Regions from separate parts of the Mus musculus genome. Here regions 1, 3, 4 and 5 are each linked to region 2. Evidence: chromatin contacts called from public HiChIP or PLAC-seq and promoter capture Hi-C data. All regions are on one chromosome and are shown on one strand. The core of a region is the stretch at or near the end of the contact, and the rest is flanking DNA. Distances in the headings are between cores, read along the strand shown. Region 1 has its middle 36 kb from the start of Akr1d1. Region 2 holds the start of Atp6v0a4 (ATPase, H+ transporting, lysosomal V0 subunit A4). Region 3 has its middle 61 kb from the start of Gm33429. Region 4 overlaps Creb3l2 (cAMP responsive element binding protein 3-like 2). Region 5 overlaps Creb3l2 (cAMP responsive element binding protein 3-like 2).

Evidence for each region. Promoter capture Hi-C pulls out the DNA fragments that hold promoters and counts their contacts. HiChIP or PLAC-seq counts read pairs in DNA pulled down with a chosen protein or histone mark.
Region 1: a contact with region 2 is called in a FOXA1 HiChIP or PLAC-seq map of pancreatic cancer cells. The contact joins the enhancer-like site here to the promoter of Atp6v0a4 in region 2. A contact is called at or near these places in 14 of 39 promoter capture datasets (3T3-L1-derived adipocytes, the C10 cell line, cranial neural crest and 6 more), 1 of 15 datasets of contacts at CTCF or cohesin (pro-B cells), 1 of 115 datasets of contacts at active chromatin or transcription factors (pancreatic cancer cells) and 1 of 9 other capture datasets (adipose tissue).
Region 3: a promoter capture Hi-C map of liver shows a contact between it and region 2, with 4 times the contacts expected there. The contact joins the enhancer-like site here to the promoter of Atp6v0a4 in region 2. A contact is called at or near these places in 14 of 39 promoter capture datasets (the 3T3-L1 cell line, 3T3-L1-derived adipocytes, the C10 cell line and 8 more), 1 of 15 datasets of contacts at CTCF or cohesin (pro-B cells), 3 of 484 Hi-C or Micro-C datasets (B cells, liver and neural progenitor cells) and 5 of 115 datasets of contacts at active chromatin or transcription factors (differentiating embryonic stem cells, embryonic stem cells, large pre-B cells and 1 more).
Region 4: a contact with region 2 is called in an HNF4G HiChIP or PLAC-seq map of pancreatic cancer cells. The contact joins the enhancer-like site here to the promoter of Atp6v0a4 in region 2. A contact is called at or near these places in 10 of 39 promoter capture datasets (the 3T3-L1 cell line, 3T3-L1-derived adipocytes, the C10 cell line and 5 more), 1 of 115 datasets of contacts at active chromatin or transcription factors (pancreatic cancer cells) and 1 of 9 other capture datasets (embryonic stem cells).
Region 5: a contact with region 2 is called in a promoter capture Hi-C map of the C10 cell line, with 4 times the contacts expected there. The contact joins the enhancer-like site here to the promoter of Atp6v0a4 in region 2. A contact is called at or near these places in 7 of 39 promoter capture datasets (the C10 cell line, the HPC-7 cell line, cranial neural crest and 4 more) and 2 of 115 datasets of contacts at active chromatin or transcription factors (extraembryonic endoderm stem cells and pancreatic cancer cells).

The regions. Positions count from the first base shown.
Region 1 is chr6:37,492,912-37,496,244 of GRCm38.p6, forward strand. No RefSeq gene overlaps it. Among named protein-coding and RNA genes, the nearest start is that of Akr1d1, 36 kb to the right of the region's middle. Within about 2 kb of position 1,515, at least 9 of the 459 cell types and tissues checked have an H3K27ac peak or open chromatin away from gene starts, as enhancers often do. A contact at or near this core is called in pancreatic cancer cells, where this site is marked.
Region 2 is chr6:38,122,953-38,126,078 of GRCm38.p6, forward strand. Atp6v0a4 (ATPase, H+ transporting, lysosomal V0 subunit A4) reads right to left here and starts at 1,634. Exons shown (of 21, transcript NM_080467.3): 1 at 1,376-1,634. It overlaps D630045J12Rik (RIKEN cDNA D630045J12 gene), which reads right to left. Exons shown (of 20, transcript NM_194061.3): 20 at 222-3,126.
Region 3 is chr6:37,591,195-37,594,554 of GRCm38.p6, forward strand. No RefSeq gene overlaps it. Among named protein-coding and RNA genes, the nearest start is that of Gm33429, 61 kb to the left of the region's middle. Within about 2 kb of position 1,372, at least 120 of the 459 cell types and tissues checked have an H3K27ac peak or open chromatin away from gene starts, as enhancers often do. A contact at or near this core is called in 3T3-L1-derived adipocytes, B cells, embryonic stem cells and 5 more, where this site is marked.
Region 4 is chr6:37,387,410-37,390,720 of GRCm38.p6, forward strand. The region is part of intron 1 of Creb3l2 (cAMP responsive element binding protein 3-like 2); the gene reads right to left. Among named protein-coding and RNA genes, the nearest start is that of Gm33275, 29 kb to the right of the region's middle. Within about 2 kb of position 1,747, at least 27 of the 459 cell types and tissues checked have an H3K27ac peak or open chromatin away from gene starts, as enhancers often do. A contact at or near this core is called in pancreatic cancer cells, where this site is marked.
Region 5 is chr6:37,422,823-37,426,113 of GRCm38.p6, forward strand. All of the region lies in intron 1 of Creb3l2 (cAMP responsive element binding protein 3-like 2), which reads right to left. Among named protein-coding and RNA genes, the nearest start is that of Gm33275, 6.4 kb to the left of the region's middle. Within about 2 kb of position 1,724, at least 53 of the 459 cell types and tissues checked have an H3K27ac peak or open chromatin away from gene starts, as enhancers often do.

The sequences.
Region 1 (3,333 bases), core at 265-2,764, 630 kb before region 2:
GGCTATATAAATGTTCCTGTTATTGTGAAGTAAACTCATGGGGCATCATTGAACTTCAACCACATGTATGAGTTTCCCCCATAGAATTAACACATCACTGAACCCTTTGATGCTAGTGCAAGTGGCTTGAAGAATTAATTCCACTTTAGGCTCTCATTAATCAGGGGTGGCCAGAATTTGTCTTTTCACCCCAAAAAGAGGGTGATGTTTTGTGTTTCACAGTGGACAGCCAACTAGAGCCAAAATGAGCCTATGCTGGACACAACATGATCAGGCTCAGGACATGACAGTGGCTACACCTCCAACTATAAAAGCTGGTCCTTCCATCAGACACTTTGACTACTCACAGTCTCCAAATGACACAGGATACACATGTTCATAAGTCATGTTATTCATATATTCATGTACGAATGCAAACACATACAGTGTGACTCCCATAAAACATCCTCAGGCCAGGAATTGTCTCCAAGGACAGAGCTCGGATAATTCAGCTAAAGGTTTAAAGTTTTTCACAAATAACCACTGAACTTTACAGCATTCTGGGTCACTACAGAGAGTGCACAGTGGCCGACAGGTATGGGTGCCCAGCAATCACAAGCGATGGGTGTCAGCCATGTTTTAGATCTGCCATCCCATCATGAGGAAGAATGGAAACTTGGTGGTTGAGAGCTTGCAGCTCCAGCACATGGAAAGCATGGACTTCACAAAGAGTCTCAGGTCAAAGCAGAAATAACAAACCCAGACCAACACTGTGTATAAGCCCACTACGGGCACATGAGGACAGAAGGCTTTGAATATGTCTGGAAAACCTGCTCATTCACTGTCACACTTATTCAGGTGAAAGGCTCACTGAGGCTGGGACAAGTAAAAGCAGGTGTTCCCAGGATATCTGCACCTCACAAGCTGGGCTCTGCCTGCAATGTGATGTATTGTGATCAGCAACCCTGTACATGTTTATTCACTATTTATCTATGTAATTGTGCACTGTTCCATTCAAAACCAAGTGTCACTGACATTGTAGGCAAGCACTCAGCTAATAGCCTGCAAATTAACACAAGCTAAAATATTAATGGTGCACAGAGGTGAAGCAGAAACAGTGTGTGGTTACATTTAGATACAGGGGGCAGAAGATGGCACCCTGCAGACTGAGGGGCAACAATACACCAAGCTCACAACAGAGAATCTGAGACAATGAGGCAGGGGATGCGGTTCAGACATTTGAGTTGAGGAAGCCGCCATGTCCACTGTTTCCTCCTCTCAAGGACAAAGTGACTTTTGAAAAGATGGAGGCCTACCAAGAGATAAATATGGGTGATTCTCAGGAAGCTCTCTGAGAAACACTTCCAGCTACTTCTTCAAATCTAAGTGTGTCCAAGGATGCTTGGAACAGTTTTGTAGAGAGTTGATAGATGACTGAGCACTGGATTCCCCTTGTTATTCTCAGAGTTAACTGAGATGAGGCCTCTGTGACCTCACAGGGTAAACCCCTGTCCTAATATCAATAGTTTCTTAGTCTGAGGACAACTCAGAGCCCAGCAAGAGGGCTGTGATTCACAGTGAGCACATGTGTCTGCTAAGGTTTGGACTGTTTTCTGGGAAGAACATGACCTGAATAACTCACTCATGTGCAGCACTTCTTCATTGGGATCCTTATGAGATAGGAAGACTAAATGTAGTGAGAGACATGACGTGTTCTGCCTGAGGACAGCGCATCCTAAGAAGAACTAAAAGCAGCAGTTATCAGAAGTCTCATAGCAATAGTACTGACCACTAAAGAAAACAGATTCAGAAAACTCCTCCCCTTACCAGGGAGAGAGGACTTGGAATGATGCCACACAGGTGTATCTGCCCAGGACTTGAGCCCCCAGCCTAGGACAGGAAGGAGGGAACAGTGCTATTGCCATACTCACATTTGACCATCACTCATAGCTTATCCAGGGAAGGAGGCAAAGCATCCCTGGCACTGGTGTCTGATCTTCCCTGAGGACTTCAGTCCCTGGCAGTAGCAATCTTTGCATGTGTACACAGAAAGCTGCCACAATATGGGACAAACATTAATGTCACTATCACAGGAAACACCATGACAGTACCCTCTCCTCTCATTCTATACTAATATACATTTGTCTTTGTTTTGAATTAAGATGTGCATTATACCCTTCCAAGTTCCTCCACTGACACATGGGTCCTTGAGAGAATGTCCTAGATTGAAGGAAATGGCCTTAAGTCAACTTAGTCAAACATAGATAACTCACCACATAAGTATCTGTGGTCATTGTTTAACTTCCTGAAATTTGTCATGCTTTGTGTTGCTTGCCTTTAAAAGTCACCGATAAAATACACTCATTGCTGGCACAGTGTTGGCCAGTAGCCCTCCCATATCTGTCTCTTGTATCTTCTTTCTGTGTTTTTAATAATCATTCTCACTTCCAAGTTGTGGTTTTCTCAGTGACTGACCAGCAGGCTCCAGTAGAATGGTGTCCAGTGGGAGGCTCAGCTATGGGAGACAAAGTGAAGGATACCATGAAAAAAGAGGAGGAGGAGGAGGAGGAGGAGGAGGAGGAGGAGGAGGAGGAGGAAAGAAAAATGGGAATAACCGTATGCTTTTTGTGCAAAAGCTTAATATGCTTTGCTAAAGAAGGGTAACAACAATTACATAATATTTTAGATTTTGTAGAAAAAGTTTGTTCTTGGTTTCTTGAGGAAACAATAAATTTAGTAACTGTTTTAGTTAGGGTTTTACTGCTGTGAACAGACACCATAATCAAAGCAACTCTTATAAGGACAACATTTAATTGGGGCTGGCTTACAGGTTCAGAGGTTCAGTCCATTATCATCAAGGCACAAGCATGGCAGCATCCAGGCAGTCATGGTGCAGGCAGAGCTGACAGTTCTATATCTTCATATAAAGGCTACTATGAGGAGACTGGCTTCCAGGCAGTTAGGATAAAGGTTTTAAGCCCATGCCTATAGTGACACACCTACTCTACAAGGCCACACCTCCTAATAGTGCCACTCCCTGGGTCAAGCATATATAAACCATCACTATAACTTGGAAGAACATCAGAGAAAGACCTCAAAATTATTATGCTGTGCATGGGCTAGGTAGTGTCTGTAGATAGCGTTAGTCTTTGAACTTTGATTAGAGATAGCTTGAACCCTAGACCTGAGAGAGAGATATGGGTTTCAGGGATGCAACCCCATCTGGGGATTCTATGATGAAGAAAAGAGAAGTGAAGTCCATAAGCTGGGTCATTGTGGACCACCGTGGTGGAGGTGTGCCCAACAGCTGCTGGTCACATCCCCTGACCCCTGTGGGAGGGTGGTCTAGACAGC
Region 2 (3,126 bases), core at 384-2,883:
TGGACAGCAGCAAGCGGGCATGGTACCACTGCTGCAAGTGGGGACAGTTCTGCCAGCTCCCAGGAATGGAATGCTGTGAACTGAAGTCCTTGGAGAACCACACTAGGTATTCTTAGCAGGCACTCAAAACCAGAGAACCAAAGGTCACCTCAGCATAAAAAACCACCACTGACAAACTACAAAGCCACCGTGTTCCCAAGGAATGAACCACAAAGAACAGCTTCCACACCGATTCGTAGCATTTATTGACATTTCCATTTTAAAATCCTAGGAAAGCTGTAAAAATTGTAAACATGGGAACCAAACACTTGCATAAATTATTTCCAAACTCTACAGCACATTAGAAAACAGTGCAGCTAATTGAAGGGTAGAAACGTAACTGACAAACAGAAGGGCAGGCTCAGTCACTAAATCACACACCCATACCAGGCTTTAAGTGCCCGTTTGAGATCAGCAAACCGTGATTGTCAAGTTGCAGTCTTGATGCCACAGGTGGCCCAATTCCTTCTGCGGTTTTGTATAGTAACACGAATCGCCTAGCACGAGGGTGCAGAAAGTCAGAGCATGGACCTCAACCGAGTCAGAGACAAGCTGGCATCCTGGAGCAGCCTGGCAGAGCAAGCTTCCCTGATAACCCTACTCCTGTCTCCCTCCTCTCTGCTCCACAGTGCGCTGTGCAGAGATGGGAGCAAAGCCCAGAGCCTTTCTCTTAACCGTTTCAGAACCAGCGCCCTGGTGCTCGGCATGACTGAGTTAATGACCAGAACTCTTGGTTCCTCTAGCACCTCCTGTTTCTTTCCTTACCACCGTGACAGAACTTTAAAGTCTGGCTTTAACTTAGCCCTGTAACGGCGCATTTGGGAGTCAAGTCATGAGTACTTGATATCTGGTGGGCATGAGAAAAGACATCGGTGATCCTCCATGTAATCCCTGGAAGTGGCCCTGGAGCAGGGAAACACAGGAGGAGGCAAAGCAGGCAGCCTGCATTGTGACCTGTCCAGTGGGACACCAACCTGGGAGGAGCATATCAGACACAGACATTCATTGCTCCCCTTGCGTCCTGGCTGGCTCTCAACCGTGTTCCCAAAGGCATTTACTATTCTCTTTCTACACGTCAATGCTGCTGTGTGTTCTTAAGATAATTGCTGAGTGTCCTGTTACACACACAGGCGTGAATTAACACTGTACCGTGACGTTTCAGTTTTCAAGTCTTTTTAACATGGACAAAAGAATTCCAGTTTAGACACCCACAATCACCACCAACCCCTTCCAGCACCCTCCCCCACAAAATAAGCCACCTGAAATGTGCCCGTTCTTGTTTACGAGGTGATGAGTGTAAGCCTATATACTTCATGGGAAGTAGAAACCCTCTCACCTGTTCCAGGAATGCCTGCAATGGGCTGGACTAAATGACGACGTTCAGTGGACTGTCCCACACAGACGTATTTGTGCTCATGGGTGTAGAAGCAGCCTTCCTTGTACTCCCACCTGGACCAGATGTGGACAAGCAGGCTCTGATGACTTTGGAGGTAGAAATGACATGGCGAGGACTCTGCTAGTGGGAAACTTAGTGTGTACTATGACAGGAACACTCTGTCCTGCTCCTAGAACCTTGACCCAACATCTTTCTAAGTGTCTGATTCCCACCTAAGAATCCAGGATGAAAGGGCCAAGGGAGGCCTAAGGAATGATTAACTTGTGAAGTCCTGCCAACGTAGACTAGTGTCCTGGGGACTGGCTTGGTTACTGGAACACTCACCAAGATCTGAAATAGCAGTGAACACTCTGTATACAAGAAAGCAGGGAATTACTGGTTTTGGCTGGAAGCCTTCCAGGCACACTTGCACCTGTGCTTTGGGTCACTGGCCTCATGCCTTCAAAAATTCTGCTTGGCAAAATCCTACTGCTTAAAAGTCACGTGCCATCAAAATCAACACAAACTCCGAAAGTAAATTAAAAACTGGAGGAAAAAATGGAGGTATAGATGATGAAGCCCGATGTAACTTATCCACAACCTGCTGTAACCAAGGAGGCTCAAGGTCTGCTATAAGCTAAGCTCTGCAAGGCCCAGCTTAGCACCACTCAAGTACTTTAGAGCAGACATCAGCAGTTCCTGGTACTCTGACCTCCCTTTCCCCACACCAGGGCTCTTGCTCAGCGGATCTTCACCAGCCTGGACATTTGCTAGCTCTGTTACTAGACAGGTTCCCTCCCAACACTATTTCTTCTTAAGACCGAAGTCACTTGGACAAAAGACCCAATTCCTAAACCCTTCCCCTGGACAACTGTGAGGCTTATCTAGCGCTGTGGCTTGGGTAACATCAAAGTGGCTTCTGCAGCTGGCTTCTGCCCTAAAGACTCATCAATCCCAAACATGTAATTTCTTTGACTTCTGAATATTCAACACACCTGTGCCTTTTGCATTTTATGGGTATCTAAGCCACCCTGCTTATCTATAGCATCCATCTTTTATACCTGTCTGTACTATCCAGCTTAGATTCTAAAATCTCTTGGAAGTCAGGACTCATGTCTGCTGACTCATCTAGTGTCAGGAAGTTGGGAGCAAAAAAAGAAAAAAAAAAAAAAAAGATGCTTCACAGGTGACCTCTGAAACTGACAGAGGACCTGGTAAGTTTGAAACAACACAGCAGTAGGAGGAGTCACATGGGGCTTTGCTCTCATTTGTCTTGCTCTGATTACTGATGGGTGAACCCAGCCACTGGTAGATCACACATCACCCATGGCAGGACATCTACACAGAAAGCCTCTGACATGCTCACAGTGACCGAGGCGCCCTCCTCAAGGGTTGTTTTCAAGTAGGATCACACCTGATTTTTAGAAGCAGAGATCATATGAGGTGTCAGGTCGGGGAGGTTATGGTCTTGTTAACAAGAATGACATACAGAAGGAATCGGACACATGAAATCAGCAACAAAGGAGACTGCAAAAAAGCACTTCTCCAAGCACTCTGTCCTAAAAATGCTGACTTAAATTTGCAGTTTGTGTTTCTCAACAGAACTTCTAAAATTAGAAGGAAAGGACAGACATTAAACTTAACTTTCATTTTGGAGCACTTTAATAATTAATACATGTTGAGGACGACGTTTTTTAGGGGAGCACACTGGA
Region 3 (3,360 bases), core at 122-2,621, 530 kb before region 2:
AAGAGATTCCTGATGAAACTGTTCTTATCTGGGATCCTTGAGGAATGCTAGCATTACATAAGCATGTGGGAAGAGAGAAATGTCACACATGATATGATGCAAAACTCAATTTCCTATTACTCCATTAAAAAAAAATCTAGTAGGAGGACCATGGTATATTTGTATATAATTCATTGACAAAGCTGATTTAATAATCATGTGTTTTTCACACATGTTAGTATTTTATAAGTCCTACCCCCGACCCCTAGTTCCGGCCCTGATCCACCCTGTCCCAGCCCCAGCACCAGGTCCCACCCCTGTCCCAGCCCCAGGCCCCTTCACCTTGCTTTAATCTTCTGCATAAGCAGAAAAGGAGGAAGGAGAGGAAGGGAAGAAGAAATTGAGTTTGGTAATCCTCGACCAGGATGCCAGCCGTTCTGAGGCGATATTATCAGTCGCATTATCGGTTCTAGAAAAAGCATGCTCAGTAACATGAAAACATGCTCAAATTATATAAGCATGTGCAAATTGTTATGATACTGAGCAAGATCGTGGATAGATATATCCAGTGATTCACAAGCAAAACCTCCGTTGTTTCTCAATTTGGGGAATGATATTCTCCAAAATGTTTATTTGTTTCCAGTCTTTTTTGCTCCATTGTTGCTTTTAATAACATTTTTAGGCCAGCAATTTACTTAAAGAGAAGAAAGAACTGAGTGCACAGAACTGTCCTCTGACCTAAGGACATAAATGTGTCTACTGAAGTATTTTATCATGAGTATAACGACAACCCCAGTACACAAATTCCTTCATTTGCTCGTGGCAGTTTCTTAGAGTTTTTCTCTTCTCTTTCTCCACTCTAACTGGAGGAACACCACTATTTCCATCATCGCTGACCAGAAGGCTCCTCATCTGACTTTAAAAGTCTGAAAGACTGAGTGTTGGAAAAGAATAATCTCAATGTTGCAGGAAGGATCACATGAATAGTGAGGAAGTAACTCCAAGGCGATTTCCTTTTGCAAAGAGAGTGCATCACATCCCGAACAGGGCCAGCACGGGAGCCTGATGGTCATCCCTAGAGAAAGGCGGCAGCGACAGTTGGTTATTTCTCTTCGATTGGGCGGTCAACCTCGCAGACTAGTTCTGATTGGCTAATTTGGAAAGCTGCAGGAAGGAAGCAAAGGAAAGAAGAGAGGGACGGGCTACTGTCCAATCCATCCGTTCCAGGGATTTAGCAGGTCTTGTGCATAAACAAAAGTTTTACCAGGTAGAGTTTGAATCCCTTCACACATACATTTTTACAAGGTAAGAGAGGTTTTGTAGAATACTGGTGCTTGGCAGGCTAGCTGCCTTTGATGGGGGAAGGGAGGATTTCTCAAGAGCAAAGGTCAGGGGAGGCCACTAGGGGAGCCCAAGTCTATCTTTGTTTTAGCTCGGGCACTGTGAATAACAAACGCCCTCTTCTCAAAAGGAGGCAGAATATGGGAAAAGATCCTTCTCAAGTCTGATTTCTCATAATCTCCGAAAGGAAAGCCTTCTACATCCTGCTTGCTAAGCCTCCCATAAGGAAAAATTACTATTCATTTGCCTACGCTCACACATTCACACAGTTTCCTCTGGATTCTAATCTTCTCGTAATGGAGAACAAAGGTCTTCACAGTACTACTAGGCTTTGCCCTCTAGTTCAGGTTTAGAAACCGCTGGGCTCTCTTGCCTCTGGGCGAGCCTGTCTACTGCATTTCACAGAGGAGGAAGAAACGAAAAGCAGAGGAAAGACTGTATAGCCCTAAGCTTTTTTTCTTCACTTCTGTACGATCTGCCTAGGAATCCCCAAAGCAAGTAGAAGATAAATAAGCCCTGGTCTATTCTTCCTTTGTTTGAGATTTAACTCTCAAGGAGATTTCCTTCAAGGATTGGATTTGAGGAGGCCTTTTCACTTTGTATAGATGATTTGAGCAGATCATTTGCATCTATAAAGGGACGGAGGAAACCCTGAATGGTGGCCACTTCTATAGAAGAAACAGTGAAGGAGCTTCGTGAATTTATTCTACCCTGCGCATGGGAAAAGCACAGAGTAGAGTTTTCAGGGCCCAAATATCATCCCTAAATAGCTATAGCTCTCTTTGCAATCGCTTCACGTCACCAGTTTCAAAGCTACAATCCCCGGAAAACAAAAATTCCAGATAGTCTTAGTCATATTCTCTCTCTCTCTCTCTCTCTCTCTCTCTCTCTCTCTCTTCGTGTGTGTGTGTGTGTGTGTGTGTGTGTGTGTGTGTGTGTGATCCAGTATTAAATACAATATTAACCCAGTGTAACCAGCAAGTCAAGAAAAATGATAACTACAAACTGAAAACCTTGGAGCCTCTTCTATCAACAGATTTCTTTCACAAATCAGATACTGCTCAAGCTATATGTTCTCATTTGTTCTCAGTTAAGTGATGCTCCCCTTATTAAAGCCAAGTAGACTTTCCTAAGAGAAATAACAAAATAAAATGCAGAGCAACTGAACAACAACAACAAAAAAAAATGATTACAATTAAGGAGATAATAAAGAGGAAAAGAAGAGCAGACATAAATCACAACAAATGGAACAGAGGCAAGATCCAAGTTATAATACCATACAGGTCTATTTATGATTTATATATCATGGGCTAGGAGGATTTTTTTTTTTCACTGTGGAGGAGGGGCTGTGAACAAAGAGTGCTCATGCACACCCGGGGAACAGTGTCAGATTTCACACACAGAGACAGCAGAGACTCTGCGGACCCGAGTAACACAGCAGCTCTCCACACTGACAGACAGAAGAGCTTCCCTGAGCCCCTTCATCTACCACCCGGCCACAGTACCACCTCTACCCAAAGCCTCGCCTACACCCTTCAAGCACAAAGATCAGACACATTACAAAAAGGAAAGCTCTGGCCACAGGGAAAGCTAGCTGAAGATAAGAGTTCTGTGGATGTCAGAGAGTATTAGCTTTATTTTTATCAGGTAAACAATAGAGATCATCGAGGTGTGTACGTGGGTATCTGATAAGAAGCCAGGTGTAACTCAAAATGCCGGACTGCCTATCCTCTTTCTCCAGCAATGAAGAGCCCTCTAGGGATCACTATTTTTATTTTTTTTTTAAGATTTATTTCTTTTCTTTTCTGTGTATGTGTGTTTTGACTGCACATACATGTACGCACGTGTACCACACATGTGCCTGGTACCCAAGCAAGCCAGAAGAGGGTGTCAGATTCCTTGGAACTGCAGCGACAGATGACTGTGAGCCAACATGTGGATGCCAGAATTTGAACAGAGTCCTCTGGAAGAGCAGCAATGCTCTAACCTCTGAGCCACATCTCCAGCCCTAATTCTTGCTTTTGGAAAGTAGTAGGTGGG
Region 4 (3,311 bases), core at 497-2,996, 740 kb before region 2:
CTTGCGTCATTGACATCTACAGCTGCAAATGACCCCCAAATGTGTGTCTGAGTAATTTCTGAACTAGCCTCAGAGCCTGACCAAAAGCCTTTGCTGCCCCTGTTGGGGTAACAAGAACATACAGTGATGTTTACCTTCCATGTTCAATGTTTGGAGCTTTTCTGAAGACAGAGAGCTCCCACCCCATTACTCTATCTTCCCAAGGCTAGGGCAAGCCATAGGGTGGAGACAGCAATTGGAAGGAGCAAGGCAGGATTTCTGGTCTCTGGCTTGCTTTCTGACACTTCCAACACCACCCCCCACCTCCACATCAGTACCAGAGGGCTAGCAACTCAGATTCCTAGTTTTTGCAAAGAAATGCTTTTAGAAGTTTAACTTGGACCCCATCAGCAGGACCATCTCCTTATGGTAACAGAGAGAGCTCCTAGGATTCTCCTAGAGCAGCAGAGCCTTGAGAGACAGTGAAGGCCTTTTGGTTTATTTTGAGCCTGTGTGTCCTTTTCTTGCTTCTACTTTAGCAAGGAGTTGAATCTGACCTTCATTACTGAAAGCCATTCAAAATCACGATGGAGCTAACCACTCGATGCTAAAGCAATATGGAATCTGTAGTTCTCTTCTCTCCAATTATTAAGGGGAGCCATACAGACTTGTGGAGTGTGGAGAGCAGCCGTCTTCATGGCCAGCCCCTTCTTCTTCCTTTCTCTCCTTTCATGGCAAAGTTCAGATGAATCACCTCCACCATTAGATCGGAGTGTTGGCAACACAGAGGGGTCCCATGCCTGGTCTGTCCTAGGTACCAGAGCCTAGAAAATCTACATTCTTAACTCTTCCACAATTAGCATACAGTCTCCAACACAGCTTAGTCTAAACTCAACTCACCCATAGGTGGAGTTAAATGGATTTAAATTTCTGATTTATCATCTTCTAGCTAAATTCTCTCAAGTGTCTCTTCCTGGATGTTGTTTGGTGCCTTGTTGATATTCCTTCCTGTATTCTTTAGTTTGCAATTTTTAGCCCCTTTATATTTTCATGATATAAGTAAATAAGGAGAGGGTTTTGGTCAATCTCTTCTAGAAATATCTACACACACACACACACACACTACAGCTTTTAGGTTCCTTCTACTCTTTAACAGAGAGTACACCCACACACCTCCACCCCCAGCTCCCATCTATTGCCAACCTTTGGGCTTTGCCCCAACATTCCAGGGTGTTCCTGATATCCTTCAGTGAAGACACAGTTAAGTTACTTGTTCTCACTATCTTGAGTCCACTGTAAGTGACTAACATCTGCCATTCCTGAACACTTGTGTATGATAACACAGCCTGGAAGTCAGAGACCAGTGATAACCACAGAAACTCTGAAAACCGTGTGTGCCAGTCTGATCATTCCAACCCGAGAGAAATAGAGGCCGAAAGTGGTACATGAGTCAGAGTCAAGGCTAGCCCAAACACGAGGTTCGACAAATGACTGCAGAGGCTCGCAAAACAATTCCACCCACCCCCAAGCCCCCTGCCACTCTGGAATTTTTACAGCTTTGCAATGCAATCTGACCTTTAACTCAAGACCTAATGCCAAAGGTGCCAGGTATGAAAAGGTAAAGGAGTCGTGGAGTTTGTACATTCCACAGACTCTGTTTTATTTATGAACCAACTATGTCAGAGGGCGGGGATGTCTCAGACGTACTAGGTACCATGTCTTGTTTAAGTGCTCACTGCCAGAGGCAGCTCCGTCACCGTAGATAAGAGCACCAGGAATTCCACAGCTCTGGCATTCATCCATGCAGTCTCTTGGTCCATTAGACTCTATGCATATGCGACCCCTCCCTCTGGAATGATGGAGGCTACCACACATCAGGGGACCTTAGCCTCGTGAAGCCATGTTTTTCCCTCACTGGACTCACGGATATGCTTGTGGGTTCTCCATCTGCAAATGGGAATAACTGAGAACTGAAGCTGAAAATGATTCCAAACAAGCAAATGACCCAAGCAACCACTTCTCTCCCGAGCATTCACAGGCTTCTTTTCTTGCCATTATTACCTAAACAACATGACGGACATCTATTTACATAGCATTATTCTGTAAGTTACTTAGAGATAATTTAAAGTACATAAGACATGTGTGTAGATTTATGCAAATATTGAGGCATTGTGCAAAAGACTTGAGTGTCTACAGATTTTGCTGATCTCAGAGGCCGTCTGGTCCTAGTCCTCCCTTAGGTCCTGAGAGATGGCTGTATGTTAAGTCAGCTCTGCTATCCTTAGCATCCAACCTTGGCTAAGTCACTGGTACTTTCTATCTCATCCAAAAATCAGAAATAAAATCTGCCTTTCAGACTTCTAGAGACAACAAATTCAACACACACATGTTGTAGGCATGCCATTTTGAACTCCTGCTCTTTTTGACTCTGCCTCCCAAGTGCTGGGATTATAGATATGCATGCATAGGTACCCCCCCACACACACACATACACACAGGTACAGAGTTTATGCAGTGGTCAGACCCCACTTGTGCATGCTATGTATCAACCCACGGCTTTGTGCATTTGAGGCAAGTGCTGTACCAACTTGCCACATCCCTGGCTGTCAGTCTATCAGTTTATAATGGATATATTTGCTTTTCCCCTTTCTGCAAAAGGCCCACATCTCGGCTCTCTAGCCATCTCTCTCCTTCCCTATGATTGCTTCTCCATCAATCAAATTTAATCACGTCCATTGTATTCCTTGGTGCTCTTCAAGCCAGGAATTATAATGTTATGCAACCCTCCCACCTGTGCTTTAAAATAATGTTTCCCTGTATTTTTTACCATATATATGTACAGCTGTGTGAGTGTTTTGCCTTTCACGTATGTCTATGCATCACATATATGCAGTGGTTCCTAGAGGCCAGAAGAGGGCCTTGGATTTCCCTGGCCTGAAGTTACAGATGGTTGTGAGTTTCCCTGTAGATGTGGAAATCAAATCTGGGTCCCCTGGAAGAGTAGCCAGTGCTTCTAACTGCTGAACCATCTCTCCAAACTTTTATGAGGGAACTGACCAGAGCTAAGCAGCATTGCCAAATTCCTGCTTGGGTGAATCTGAGGACCAAAAAAACCCTCAGATGACCTGAAGTAACCACTAAGAAGCCTGAGATATATATCCCCACCCACTGGGTTACTGGGAACCCATGACATAGCCCAGCACAAAAGGACTCAACTACAACAGCTTGGTAGAAAGCATAGTGGTCACACCAAAAGGATTTTTAAAAAATGTGATTCTAAGCAGCAGAGATCACATTCATCTCTTTCTAAGAAAGGACATAAGTGGAATCTT
Region 5 (3,291 bases), core at 474-2,973, 700 kb before region 2:
CAGTCAAGGAAGTGACCGGAGGTCTAATTAAGAAGGTGGCACACCAGCAGAGTGTCCCCTAGGCCTACGTAAGTACAGCTGAAGAAAGGGGAAGATAGCTGGTGCCCGAGGCTTGCGCCAAGCTTATAGACACCTGTAAATAGCAGCTGAGTTTCACATGCCTCCAACTTGCTAGTCCAGCTCTGAAAATACAGAGCAGAGATTTCTAAACATGGGTTGGAGAACGGGTAGGGCTACAGAACCAGTATTTCAGATAAACAGAGCGAGGGACAGGAAAGGCAAAATGGGAAGAAATTATCCTCGTGACCAGAAATCAGGCTGCTTGCTCATCCATCTCTAACTCCAAGAACGCCTACCTAGCTCCTGTCCCTGTTGACCCAATGTTTATTCACTAGTCCGTGGATTTGCACAATGGGATTCCTCCTCTGGCCCTAGCTATCCCATACGTCTGGGACTAAAATCATGCACTTTCCATACACCAGAGAGAAATCCACCCCACACAGGTAGGAATACATGCCTTGTAGACGATACCCTCCAAAACACTGTGGCTGCCAAGTCCTTGTTGTGAAAGAGGTCACTCTGAGAGTAGAAAAACCCCTAGTTCAAGGCTGCTAGAAGCAGAAACAAGGGAAGAAGGTGGAAGGCAGGCCCAAGAACAAGGAGGAGGAGTGCAAAGGCACAGAGGGACCAAGAGAGAAAGGAAAGAGCAGTGGCCATGTGGAAGAGGTGGGCAGGGATGGTGGCAAATTCCTCTTGCATGCCTCAAGGACTATGGAGTGAGTGTCCTGGGGTCAGGAGTGCCTCAGCCCTCAGCCAGGCCCAGTCTCTGCATCTACACTCTTCAAGTACACTCTTGTTTGCCAGGTTTTGAAGGGCTTTTAAGTGACTTAAAGGGAACTTAACAATTCGAGGTCAAATAAAATTCAAAATGGGTGTAGAAAAGAATTAGCAATACCAAGAACAAGGAAAGAAGTTAAAAGAAGCAAGGGGCTGGAAAATACTCCCGTCTGAACCGCAATCAACTCAGAAACGTCCACTGACGCTCCAAATCAGAGAGCCTGCAACAGCCCGCCAGCCAAGGTCAGTGTACCGGACCAGAGGGGAAATGGTGTCTTTACTCAGGGACCTGTGAGTGAGTACAGGGCCAGAGCCCACCACTGATGGTCAGAAAGGTCACTTTCAACCTGTTAGAATCCCAAGAACGTGTTAAGAGGCCTTTAATTAGCAACACGATGTAACATGGCTGCTTTTTTTTTTTAACATTCATGAGAGGTGCCAATACACAGTCTATATCTAATATCCTAGAGAGCATTCCAGAGGTTTCCAGTCCAATTCAAGTCTCGGAGTACTTTGAAAGCCACTGGCTTATAGTCTCAGAGTACTTTGAGAGCCACTGGCTTATAGTCACCCGAGTACTCTAACACCCCTGTGCATCAGTGGCTTAGGCTGCTCTTGCAGGGAAAACACACCAGGTTTCTGGCCGGTTACAGCACTATTTCCAACCAACAAAACTGCTTACTGTCAAAGCAGGATTCCCATCCACCACATAGGAGAGCTTTACAAATGCCTGTTCCAAGTCCACTCCCCTGCAGCCAACATCTGGCCCTGGTTACTCTGACTCCATGGCCTTTCTTTCTTCTCCCATTCACCTCTTGGGTGCCTCTTCGTTGCAACTGTAGCTGTGAGCCCTCTTAGCCTGCACTCCTCAGGGGCAGGGCTGAGCCTTACAAGGAACGGTTTTTGCGATCATTCCAGAGGGCCGGATTCCAGGCCCTGCACTCAGAGGCAGCCCCTTAATTATTGTTGGCCAGCCGCTTTTCCTGAGAAAGCATAATCACGCCTTTTGATTCCTACACACAACACCGCCTGTTTCCCTGTTCCCCACATCTCCAGTTCCACCCATGTTCCAGCCACAGTTAACAGGTCAGAACAAGCACCCACCCAGAAGTATCCAAAGGACCACTGAGGATTTCGTCCCCGTCCTCTGAAGGAAGCAGTCCCTCCATCTGTTGGGTGAAGGGACTGTGATCAGCTCCCAGCTCGTCTCTAGACCAATGACTGCGTAAGCCTGGTCAAATGGGACTCTGATGTCACAACAGACACTGCTGCTTGGCCATGGGGTATCCACCTTTCTCATCCAGGTTTCATCCTGGGTAGAAAGACGCTCAGCTATAATGAAAGCCTTCTTTCTGGCCACTCTTTTGGGAGAGGTGGTCAAAGAAAGGCAAGTGGGCTTCTGATGAAGGTAGAGGAATCCTTGGCTTCTCAATCCAGGCTTTCCTGATTCACCTTTCCACTTCCTTCCATCAGTGTAAGCATAGGTTGCAAAGGACGCAGCTGACTTTGCAGTCATAAAAACAAAGGTCTCTGTGATAAAGATGGAAGAATAAATGCATAGGAAAATTCCAGGCCCGTGAACACTGGCCAGTAACTACAAGAGCCCTGGAGGACTTAGAAGGAGCACTCTTGGTTCATGGCATAAGTAGGTTCTTAACCTGTTTAAATTGCTGGGCTTTCAAGATGGTCACCAATGTGCTTGTGATTTTTATAGTTTTTAAATTGTGACGGGTGTGGGGGTTTTTTGGTTTGTTTGTTTGTTTTATTTTTCTAAAAGCAAATTGGCTGGGGTGAGTTTCTTAAGTGAGCAGTAAAAGAGAAAAGTCTCTCAATCAGGGGATTTCTCTATCAGTTGGCAAAGACCATTTCATGAAAGACCAAAGACATCAGAAAGCCTCCTGTTGGAGGCTGCTTGGGTACCTGCTTAAAACATGTCAGCTGTGTAGCCAAGGGCTCACTCTCTCACGGTCAACGCCAAGAACCACAGTGACATTTTCGTGAAAATAAAAAGCGTAACTTCCGAGGGAGATGGAAATTTAGACACAGGCTTCTAGAAGCTTCTTCCTGAAGCTTCACTGAATGTGTCAGGAGACACTGTAGGAAAGGGCCCATCCATAGGGAGGCGTCTCCGTGACTTTCTGTTGTATGATGGGGTTAACGGGTCCAGATGAAAGGAAAGAGAGATACCATCTTACAGCCCAGGTCTCAGGAGGCTCTCTGAGGAGGAGAACAACTCAACTTCCATGGACACGTATTTATTATTTTTGACAGGATGTAACCCTGACTGACCTCAAAACTGTGATGACCCGGTTATCCCTTCCTCCTAAGTGTTTAGATTACAGGCATGTACTACCACTTGAGGCTATTTTTATGACCTTCTTCAGAAAGTTCAAGACTGGATGCAGCCCAGAGGAACTCCATGTGACTTCCTTGTCCTCACTCCTGTTCCTCAGT